3 separate regions of the Zea mays genome follow, and regions 1 and 3 are each linked to region 2. Evidence: chromatin contacts called from public Hi-C data. All regions are on one chromosome and are shown on one strand. Each heading gives the region's core, a stretch centred on a gene start, on an enhancer-like site or on the middle of the called end of the contact. The rest is flanking DNA. Distances are from core to core; before and after follow the strand shown.

Region 1 (3,521 bases), core at 118-2,617, 260 kb after region 2:
CAATGGCTACGTTTTTGACAATAAGAGTCCTAGTGTTGCTGTTGCTATTAGAAGTGTTGGTTTGGAGATTGATCTTTGGGTTATGGCTGGTGCAAAGAAGCTGTCCTTGCTTACTGCCCCTATCCCAGGTCTACCTGTTAGCTAGATAGATGTAGTGCTGTTCTGGTAGCAGTGTTTTTGTCATGGATGGTTTCATTTATGCTTGTTATTGGCCGCCGTAGGTCGGCCTTATCTGTATCTTGGGGTCCTTTTGGACCTTTTACTTCTTCTTAATATATTTTCGCGCAGCTCTCTTGCGCTTTCGAGAAAAATAGAGTGTTTATATTAATCCCATTTTAAATATAGTAATAGGTGTGAATTAGCACCCACTTCTAAGATAATTGATTCTACTTCTGACATCTGACAGAAAATAGATATTCCAAAATTCAAGTGTCGCGCGATCAGTCTATACTTAATAGCATAAAAGATGCGTATATCTCCTACTCAGTATATTAAAAAAACGGGCAGTATCTTATGATTCAATTAACAGCCACCAATCAGCAAGCCACGCCTTGGGGAACATAACTGATGGAATATCGAATATCAACCAAACAGGACTGTTTTGCATCTAACCATGTTCCACCTAAAATAGCAATCATAGTTGGATTTTGATTGGATCGATGCATCATTGCTTAATTGCACGGTTGCACTAATATGACTGCACAGTATATGTTCCCCTCATTTATACCTGGACCGAAGCATTCCCGCTGTCGGATATGGTCACAATCCAGGCGTCATACGAGTAGTTCCACTCCATGGTGAGGTTCGCGCTGGCCAACGAGGCGGCCACGACAACACCCGCGTCCCCCACAGCGACGGTGGAGTTGGTGACGGCGAGGCCGTGGAGCACAATCCCGGATGCGGCCATGCGGACGGTGCCCACGAGGGGTATGCTCATGGTCCTCTCGATGTCCGGCACGTTCATGGGCGTGAGGGTCGCAACGGCATGGGATACGAGCAGGTCCTTGGCGAAGTCGAGGCCCGACTGCGAGATGATGGCGGAGATGTGTGACGACGCGACCGCGGGGGAGGAGGTAGTGAACAGCTGGAGGGTGACGAGAAGGGGGATGAGGAGAGGGGTGCCCATGGCGGTGAGGAGGTTAGCCACTAGCTTCAGGGAGATGGTGGCTGAAGTGGCCAAGTGGGAGTGGCGTAAGGGGGACGAAAGCAAGCGCTGCGGCGGCACGAGGTGTCGAGGTGTCGAGCTCGCGGCGGTGACGCCGAGCTCCCGGCGGCTTTGAATGGTCGCTTCTCCTGGGGGAGACGTGGAGTGGGGTTGGTTTCGACTTTCGACATTGCTGACGTGGCTGTGGCTAGGCCGCAGCCCGCAGCGGCATTTCTCGAGTCACAACTCACAAATACTACTACTCACCTCTTCACTGACACGTGGTCCCATTTCACAACTGGTTCACCCTGTTTGTTTGTGACACACGAAATTCTCAGGTCCCGGTCCCGGGTCCAGGCACCCTTCTCGCTCGGTTGCTCGGGAGCTTTCCCCTTCCTGTTCCTGAAGCTTCCGACATCCGACCGCCTCCTCCTCCTCGTTCTACTCGCCGCCCCTTCTAGAATCATCCAGAGGCGTGCCGGTGAAGCGCGAGAGCGGTGAGGCATGGCGATGCAGACGGGGGTCGCGACCTCCAAGGTCCTCATCCTCGTCGGTGCAGGTCCTCTTCTCATCACCGCCATCGACCTCTCGCCCCCATCAAATCTCTCTCGGATTTGATGCTATTTTCCCCAATCGGCTGTTGTTTCGACACCTTACGTGGTGAAATGGTGTCCTCGCAGGGATGACGGGCTCGATCCTGCTGCGGAATGGCCGCTTATCTGATGTGTTGGGAGAACTCCAGGTCGGTATACCCCCCACACCCAACCCCGAAAAAAATATGTTCATTTTGATTACACGCACTTTCATACGGTTTGGATAGTTGAGCGTTGTCAGATAGCTGATACCTGATATTTTTTGAATGACTTGGCGATGGGGTACTAGAAGCGTTGATTCTGTCTATATGTGGATGTGATTAACACCATGTGATAAAATTACATCAACGCCCAATTGGCACTCGGAAGTTTTGCGTACCATAACTTATGCTTCACTAGTTAGTGATTCCTGATACATATCATACAGATTTTGATGGTATGCTCTGAAACTTCCTAGTAAATGTTTATTTAAGGCAATGATGTACCTTTTGTGTTTCTAGGAGATTATGAAGGGTGTAAATCAAGGAACTTCTTCGGGTCCCTATGACATTGCACTTATTCAAGCTCAGGTATGCTCTTCCTCATATGGAATACATCTTACATCTCACTATCTCAGTGTCAGCATCTGCTTAGAAGTTTCTCTTGCTTCTTTCCATCTCGGTAAAATTATTCATTTCTACTTAACTTTGCATGCTCGTGCTTGATATTAGATTCGGAATTTAGCGCAAGAAGTCAGAGATTTGACATTGTCAAAGCCCATTACCATACTGAATGGCAAATCTGACTCGGGAGGTCTGTATCGTTTCACTGTGTACTCGTTCTGTTTGCATGATGCACTTAATGTGTACAAATTACCATTTCATGCAAATCTTTAGCTTCAGTTCAGATAGTTCTTCTATGGATGTTCGTGCTCACAGAAGATTAAATAAACAGTTCCTTAAGCCCCTGCAAGCTTATGTACACTTCTAAACCATCTACATCTGAAAGGAGATCACCCGCATAGTAGTTCTGCTAAAAACTCTTGAAATCATGTTCAGTGCTGAAGTTAGCAATGAGTGATAGATGATGCCCGATTATTATGGAATTGCATACATGTTGATTCTTAGCTTGTAGAGTTTACTATAAAGTGGGTAAATGCTATTGGTGTATTCGGGTTTTATATTATTTTACCAGTTATTTGCTTGTTCCTTCTCAGGCAGTTTATCATCCTACATACTGCCAGCAGCAGCAGTTGGAGCAATGGGTTATTGCTACATGTGGTGGAAGGTAAAATGCAAAATCTATGTCCTTGATTAGTTGATTGTGAATTTTCTTTATTCTCTACTCCTTTTGTCCACTAGTTGTCTGTGTTTTTTAGCTTCAAGTTAACATTTATTGAGTTAGTAAATGAATAAAAGAAAGTAAAAAAACATGCATATTTTTTTTAGTTTAGCTATTCTGATCTGTTTTGTTGTCTGAGTACTAAAAACTATGATATTTGTTATAGATAAGGAAGTTCATCGTTTCTCACTGATGCTACCACATTCAGTTCCAGTAGAGTCTTGTACTCTTATGTGAATGCAGGTGTAAAAGTGGTACTCATCCATGTGGACATGTAATTGGACATTAGTAATAGTAACTGAATAGTTAGTACTCATCGATGTGGACACCATGCATAAATCCTCTAGATTAATTCTATAATAACATCTTCCTGGTTGGCTATGGAATATCCAATCAAGTCTCATGTTTTAGAGTTGACAGTTGATGGGCACTTTGGTTCTAATAATATTGTTTTTCTGATCCAC
Region 2 (3,921 bases), core at 817-3,316:
ATACAATTTTATGCCACACTTGCTTAAGGTGTCTAAGGTTAGACACTTAAATTCTGTGCTACTGTTTGCCACATCTAAGAAAATATTGCCACACTTTTATTAGTCATTGACGAGTGAGATCTATGTAGCAGGAGAAAAATCTTGCCATAACTGTGACTTCAAACCAAACATATGTCTAACTTGACCAAACTTGTCTAATTTTATACATGCCAAGATGTGATAAGGTAGCCAACAAACTAAATATCTACTACTTATTAAGACAGTAAGGGGTAGGCTGTCATTTCGTGTTCTGCCATTCCCATTCCCCCCTCCTCGCAAAGCCTATTCCCATACCCGGCTGCCATTCCCAGTTCATTCCCATTCCCACGTGCATCCCACGAAGCTCATTCCCATTCCCACGTGCATCTCACGCCTAGCTAATATTAAATTAAAAACAAAAATGTGACCCCAATGTGATTCGAACCCGTGACCCTTCAAGCAAATATGTTTGTAGCTACCAATACACTACATGTGTGTTTATGTCAATATCTATTATAGTAAAAATATCTACTACATCTCTCCCAAAGCGCACCTGCTACCCTTGCACAATGTGTAGTAGTAGATAATTATCAACGAGATTCCTGAATTATATTTTTGGATAGAGGGAGTAGTATTTAAATAAGAGTCTTGCATGCAATTTCTTTTGTTTGAATAACGTTTTCAACTTAAATTCCTTTTTTATATGTGTGACATTTATTCTCCGTAATATTTTTTTCCATAGATCAGACTTGTGAGTCATTTTCATAAACCAACGCCAAAGATGAATCCATGTTTTTTACTTGGAAATCCCGAACAAACACCACTAGCAGGAGGCGCTAGCGTTGGCGTCGCTCATCAATGACGAGAAGAAGTTTGGCGACTGCCAGTTCGACCTTTGGAAACAGTCATACGTGGCTGCATGCGCCGCTGTGTTCGGCAAGCTCCGGCGCAGACGCCGCTTGGACGCGGTCCAGAGCGGCTGCACCACGCTGTCCATCTTCAAACAGGGGGCCTCATGGTCGTCACCAACGTCGGCGACTCTCGAGTTGTTCTGGGCACTGCATCCGATGACGTAGCCGTCACGCCATCCAGCTCATCATTCACCTGAAGCTCAATATGCCACGTAAGTCGCTACTGATCGGCCATGAATTCTTGTGTGTTGGGACGACGGTCGTTGCTGACGTTGTGTGAGTATCCTCGAATAAGATGTATGTAGAGGAGTAGCACATCCGGTAGTGCAACGGCTAGATGTACTACCTCGCTGATGAGTCCGGGGTGCACTTCGTTTGGCAGCCCAGCCAAGAGTCATCGTTACTTGCCATGTCGTGCGCGTTCGACGACTATTATATCAAGGACTGTGGCGTCATCTTGGCGCCAGAGGTGACACAGAGGAGGACCGATAACAATGACCACTCGCCATCGTCGGGGTAGCTTTTGTGCCGGCCTGCCTTTAATTCTCTTCGCGAACACATACACTTGTTTTTTTGTTTAAGCAAGCGTGTATGGTGGTGCGTACCTGATGACTGACAATTTACGAGGGAATTTGTACGGGCAGGTGTGGCACGTGCTTTTCAATGATGAGACCATGCAAATCGTGACATATATCGAAGTCTGTATGATACTGATAGTTGCAATGTAGCAGTGAAACAGTTAAATTAAAATAATAAAATTTGTATATGACTAGGATTACAAATGAATTATGAAACATTTTTTATAACAATATAAGATACATTTTATATATAAGTTATCATATTATTATATGTTCCCGTTATAACGCACGGGCAATCACCTATAGCCCCTTTGATTCTCTAGTCTCGCGATCTCGCCGGCTTCTAGGCCCATGTCGAACCTTCCGGAAGCGCAAATGATACCCTCCACTCCTCCAGCAGCGAGGCCCATCCGCCCATGCCGAACCTCCCGGAAGCGCAAATGGCACTCCAGCACCAGCGAACGAGTCTGGGTCTATGTCGAACTTTCTAGAAGCGCGGCGCCAAATAAATACCCCACTACCTCAATCCTCGCTGCCCCTCTCGATTCGGAAAACCTCCAAGGCTCCAACCCTAGCCGCGATCCGACAACGCCTCCATCCCTAGCCGACTGCTGCAAGCTTCAGAGCTCAAGAGTCAGGGCGCCATGGCGACAGAGACGGAGACCTTCGCCTTTCAGGCTGAGATCAACCAGCTGCTCTCACTCATCATCAACACCTTCTATTCCAACAAGGAGATCTTCCTCCGGGAGCTCATTTCCAACTCTTCCGATGTAAGTCCGCCCCGTTAAGTCGAAGTCTGGGTGCATCTTAGTGTGTTAGTGTTTGGGCGGTAACTTGTGCTATGGTGTGATTACACACTGCGGTTAATACTGTTTCTGACGCTTGATTTTGCGCTCCTACTTGGTGCTGTTTTTTGTGCGACTTCTGCAGGCGTTGGACAAAATCAGGTTCGAGAGCCTCACTGACAAGAGCAAGCTCGATGCGCAGCCGGAGCTGTTCATCCACATTGTACCAGACAAGGCTTCGAACACGCTCTCCATCATCGACAGCGGCATCGGCATGACCAAGTCCGACCTTGTCAACAACCTCGGTACCATCGCCAGGTCCGGGACCAAGGAGTTCATGGAAGCCCTTGCTGCTGGCGCTGATGTGTCTATGATTGGGCAGTTCGGTGTCGGTTTCTACTCTGCCTACCTCGTCGCCGAGAGGGTCGTCGTGACCACCAAGCATAACGATGACGAGCAGTACGTGTGGGAATCCCAGGCGGGCGGGTCGTTCACTGTTACTCGTGACACGTCTGGGGAGCAGCTTGGCAGGGGTACTAAGATTACACTTTTCCTCAAGGAAGATCAGGTATGCAGGAAGCTGGATCAATCAAAGCTCGTTATTATGGTATCTGTTGCATTGCTTGATGTAATCTGTTCTAATTGCATAACCCAAGTATGCCTGTGTTTCATCTAGCTATCTTTTAACTATCCTGTACAACTGGTACTGATAGTACTTCAGGACTTCTGGTTACTGGGAATGCTTCTGTTTTCATACTAGATAGACTATATAGATTACTGTTGTGCCTGATGTTATCTACTAGTCCTAAGATGGTAAAATTTATGAAAAATATAGGCTTTTGGTGAAGTTGACTTATGGATGCGAGCACCACTTGCTTTGGTTCATCACGTTGACCCAAAATTTGCTAAAATTGAAAAATGTCATCACTATCTCATTAGTTAGCTGATCTGAAATAATCCATCCATGGGTAGAGCACTTACATCGGGTATTGTTTCTTATGGCTTATTACATGGCTTGTCTACATTTGATACATCATATGCACATTGGGGATGAAATCATTTTTGGGTACTTGTACTGAATTACTGATTAGGGGAAACAGTTCAACATGATCTTCTGCAAATTGTGATATTAATTAGAAGCCAACTTTCTTATCATGGAGATGTCCCTGCGAATTAGCACATGTGCATACCTAACACAGCATCCAAGTTTGTTCAACAACTGTGTTATTACTAGTTGGCCACTTGGTATTTTTTTTTGTTTTAAAATGAACGTGCAATTGAGTAAAGCAGGGATGTATATTTATTTTTATGCTTGCTTTGCTGTATCCATTATATTATATATACTGAATGTTCATTGGAGTGTCCTGTAAAGAAAATAAATTGGTTAATTATTTCTAGGGCTCTTAAGGTAACAGTACAAACTATTTGATGTTTTCTGTTGTCATCAATCACCTCATTGATTTTTCAGGACTGTGTTCATTTTCTGTGTAGTTATTTGCTTTTCTGTGAAAGCTGTTGGTGTTTCTTGTACTCACCTTTCAACTTCTCTCTTGCAGTTAGAATACCTTGAGGAGCGTCGCCTCAAGGATTTGGTCAAGAAGCACTCTGAGTTCATCAGCTACCCCATCT
Region 3 (3,966 bases), core at 598-3,097, 370 kb before region 2:
TGGTGCCAAATTCAGCATGATAGATTATAGTGTCGAGGTGATGCTACATCACTTCTACGATGATAAATCGGTAGAGGGATCTTGATATTGTGATATACGAAGATAAACCTTATAATCTCTGTGAGCTGATGTACATGGTTAAACCGGACTTTTTATTCTCTTAAATAAAATGTCTAAAAGTATTTTTTTTGTTAGGGCTACAATATATAAAAAAATCAACACGGAGCGCGCTTGTATGCCTCAATAAATGTTGGTCTACATTTGGGAATTACGAGATCTTATTTCTTCTCTCGCTTGCACGCAGTTCATCACAGGTTCACGCCCCTCCGTCCGTCGATCACAATTCACAACCCGATAAGGCAACGACGCAAGCGGAATGGAGCACTAGAACTCTAATCTTCTAAAAAAAAGGTATAGAACTCTAGAACATTCAGACGTCTTCGTTTGTTTCCTCTCAGAAAGTCGGGTCCGGCTCCGCGAACGAATCTAATCTTCTCGAGCTTACTGTGTTTGAAAGAAAAGAAAAACGTGAGAAAACACTGGCCGTCCATCCAGTGCTAGTCGCGTAGTAGGCGCGCTTTTGCCGGTTAGGTACAAGACGACGTAGAGGTAGAGCTGCTTTTCTAGCTCGATTTGTTTTGGGCAACCGCAAGCCTGATTGGGCCAGCTAGCTCATGCCACGGCAACCACGAGCAGGCGCTGCCTTTTTCCTCGCGCTGTCGTGCTCGTGCACGCATATCAGCGCATCCATGTCTGAAGGTACGCGTCGCGTCGAACAAAGCTTTCGAGTTCTAAACACCCCCGCGCCGCCGCTGACCATAATCCTATTGTTACATTCGTGTTTCATCCCGGTACCGGTACGCACGGCTGTCACATAGGTCACGGAGTCCCTACCTGCTGCTTGTCATGCAGCTGAGGAGCACTGGTGCGCTCGCGTGTCCGATTCAGCGTCCTGTTCCCAAAGGATGAAAGGAATGCGACTCCCTCCCTACCCTAGTTCGCGCGGCTCTGGCAGTCCCTACTAGTGCTTCTCTGTACTGTACCCCGGCTTGGATCAGCGTACGTACGTAACCGCTGCACTGATGACCCACGCACGGCACGATCGTGGCAGCGACGCGTCGAAGGAAGTCACGGCGCCATGATTACGGTCACCATCTCATGCGATGCGCCGTGGCTCACCGCGCACCTCGGCGCGGGTAGAGGCATCCGGCCTCGACGACGCCTTTTCCGACTAGGTGGTGGACCGTGGACGACATGAAAGCTACTGTACGTCCTCATCATCCGTGGGCAGCACGAGCACTCACTCGGACCCATTCGCCACCGGCCGCCGCGGTCGTCGCTGTCGACGGGGATACATAGGATCTCGACGGCTCCAAGGCGGAGTGCTGTCATTTTCTCTCCCCCCTACACCGAACGCGTCCCGGTCGGTCTAAGCGAATCGAGGAGGGAGGAAGAGTGAGTGATCAGGCCGGGCCGGGCCGGGGACGACGCGCCGTCTTCAGGTGCGTCGTGCGGGGTAAAAACGCGTCGTGCATAGTTGACGCGCGCGCCCGCGACGCCTGCCGGCCCGCTTTCAGACTCCTTCACTTCCGTAGAGGCGCGTCGCGTGCGCGCGGAGTGCGGACGACGACCCCGCCCGGCACTGGTTCCGCTTCCGCCGCCCTGCCATGTTTTCGTCTGGTCCGTCGCCTCCGTACGTCGCTCGGTGACTGCCTGGGTGAGGTCGCGCGGCCGTTGGGTTGGGTGGGCCCGTCCTTGCGCGCGTGTGCGTGTGGCGCACGGCCTAATTTTTGCGCACGGCCGTAGACTTTGATGCGGTGCGGCACGAAACACACTTGAGGTCGCGCGGCTGGGCAACAAGCAGTCAAGCGCTAGTATTATATATATAAGCAGCGTCCCGTCGTCTATCTCGGAGTCGACCGGAGTGATTAGCGAGCGATAGCAGGTGGCTAATAGAGAGCCCCAGTCCAGTCCCCCATGGCGTCCGTGACGCGGCGCGCTCTGTCCCGTGGCTGCTGCCTCGCGGCTGTGCTCGCGCTAGCAGTTGTCGCGTCAGTGGCGGCGGAGGACGAGACCACCAGCGGGCCGAGCTGGCACGTCGTCAGCGTCACCGCCATGCTGCCGAGCGCGGACTGCACGCCTGCGAGAGGTAGGCTTCTCGTCTGTCTGTTGCTATTTCTCCTCCTTGCACTGCTGATCTTTTTGGGTTTCGGTGCTATGGAAACTGCTACCGTGCTATGGTCGGCATTGCCATTATCACCCTTGAACCCAAAGGATGCACGGTTAGGTTAGCAGTGCGACGATGCGTGGATTGCAGGATACGGCTGATATGTCTAGACAACTATACTGTATTCTTTGATCACCATGGAGATACACAAACTATATAATATAAACAGAAGAGTGGAAGGTGTATTTTTGGGTTCTGGCCGGAGTTCCCAACGGTTGTACCAGGCAGTATCTTGAGTTTGGTACCTTTTTTTTTTGTCGTCTTCTCTTCGATCCAAGTGGACACGCTAGGTATAAATGTACTTCCGAATAGGAGAAGAAGTCTCTACACGGGATTCCTAGTATTTCCTAGACATTGGTCAACCAAGTACATATACGTACGCACGCTATAACGTAGATAAAGAAACTGTAAGTATGTGTAAATCCTATCGTTAGACACTCGGACCAGATAGCTTAGCTTTATGCCTAAGTCAACATTTTGACAAGCAAGTTGGTTATATTGCACACTTGCAGCACTAACTAATCCTGTTGCTGTTCGGTACACACCACACCACACGACACGACAGTTGCACAAAGGGAACTTTTTGATGTGACCATCCAACCAAAAAAGACCAAATTAAGAAGTGCTCCCAAAAGAATTGCAAACACAGAATTGTATCGTCGTCCGTTGTTAACTGAAAGAATGATTCGGTTGGTATTGCGCGGTTGCTGCTGTGATCTCTCTCTCTTGTCAAACTCAAACACTACAGCAATAACCGGTGTATATCATGCAGCGGCATCAAACTCGTCGGCCCTCAGTGTGGTGCACCGGCACGGCCCATGCTCGCCGCTGCTGGCACGGGGCGGCGAGCCGTCTCACGCGGAGATCCTAGACAGGGACCAGGACAGGGTCGACTCAATCCACCGCATGACCGCTGGCCCGTGGACGGCCGGCCAGTCCAGCGCCTCCAAGGGCGTGTCCCTGCCGGCGCACAGGGGCCTCCGCCTCGGCACGGCCAATTACATCGTCTCGGTTGGCCTCGGGACGCCCAGGAGGGACCTGTTGGTGGTGTTCGACACCGGCAGCGACCTCTCGTGGGTGCAGTGCAAGCCGTGCAACAACTGCTACAAGCAGCACGACCCGCTCTTCGACCCGTCGCAGTCGACGACCTACTCCGCCGTGCCCTGCGGCGCGCAGGAGTGCCTCGACTCGGGGACCTGCTCGTCGGGCAAGTGCCGGTACGAGGTCGTCTACGGCGACATGTCGCAGACGGACGGCAACCTCGCGCGCGACACGCTGACGCTGGGCCCGTCGTCCGACCAGCTCCAGGGCTTCGTCTTCGGGTGCGGCGACGACGACACCGGTCTGTTCGGAAGGGCCGACGGGCTGTTCGGCCTCGGCCGCGACAGGGTGTCGCTGGCCTCGCAGGCGGCCGCCAGGTACGGCGCGGGGTTCTCCTACTGCCTGCCCTCGTCGTGGCGCGCCGAGGGGTACCTGTCCCTCGGGAGCGCCGCCGCGCCGCCCCACGCCCAGTTCACGGCGATGGTGACGCGCAGCGACACCCCGTCCTTCTACTACCTTGACCTGGTCGGCATCAAGGTGGCCGGACGGACGGTCAGGGTGGCCCCGGCCGTGTTCAAGGCGCCCGGCACCGTGATCGACTCGGGCACAGTCATCACCCGTCTCCCTTCCCGCGCCTACTCCGCGCTCCGGTCCTCCTTCGCGGGCTTCATGCGCAGGTACAAGAGGGCGCCCGCGCT

Evidence for each region. Hi-C and Micro-C count contacts between places; a contact is called where the count stands out from the background.
Region 1: a contact with region 2 is called in a Hi-C map of ear, with 4 times the contacts expected there. The contact joins the promoter of LOC100281751 here to the promoter of LOC100272368 in region 2. A contact is called at or near these places in 2 of 25 Hi-C or Micro-C datasets (ear and endosperm) and 1 of 3 datasets of contacts at active chromatin or transcription factors (leaf).
Region 3: a contact with region 2 is called in a Hi-C map of leaf, with 6 times the contacts expected there. The contact joins the promoter of LOC103632922 here to the promoter of LOC100272368 in region 2. A contact is called at or near these places in 2 of 25 Hi-C or Micro-C datasets (endosperm and leaf).

The regions. Positions count from the first base shown.
Region 1 is chr7:137,409,507-137,413,027 of Zm-B73-REFERENCE-NAM-5.0, forward strand. It overlaps LOC100281751, which reads right to left and starts at 1,368. Exons shown (of 6, transcript NM_001154671.1): 1 at 728-1,368. The coding sequence starts at 1,126. It overlaps LOC100192639, which reads left to right and starts at 1,524. Exons shown (of 12, transcript NM_001137853.1): 1 at 1,524-1,703; 2 at 1,825-1,886; 3 at 2,238-2,306; 4 at 2,448-2,529; 5 at 2,933-3,003. The coding sequence starts at 1,649.
Region 2 is chr7:137,152,200-137,156,120 of Zm-B73-REFERENCE-NAM-5.0, forward strand. LOC100272368 reads left to right here and starts at 2,067. Exons shown (of 3, transcript NM_001310034.1): 1 at 2,067-2,277; 2 at 2,438-2,860; 3 at 3,849-3,921. The coding sequence starts at 2,152.
Region 3 is chr7:136,783,664-136,787,629 of Zm-B73-REFERENCE-NAM-5.0, forward strand. LOC103632922 (aspartyl protease family protein At5g10770) reads left to right here and starts at 1,848. Exons shown (of 2, transcript XM_008654634.4): 1 at 1,848-2,149; 2 at 3,000-3,966. The coding sequence starts at 1,978.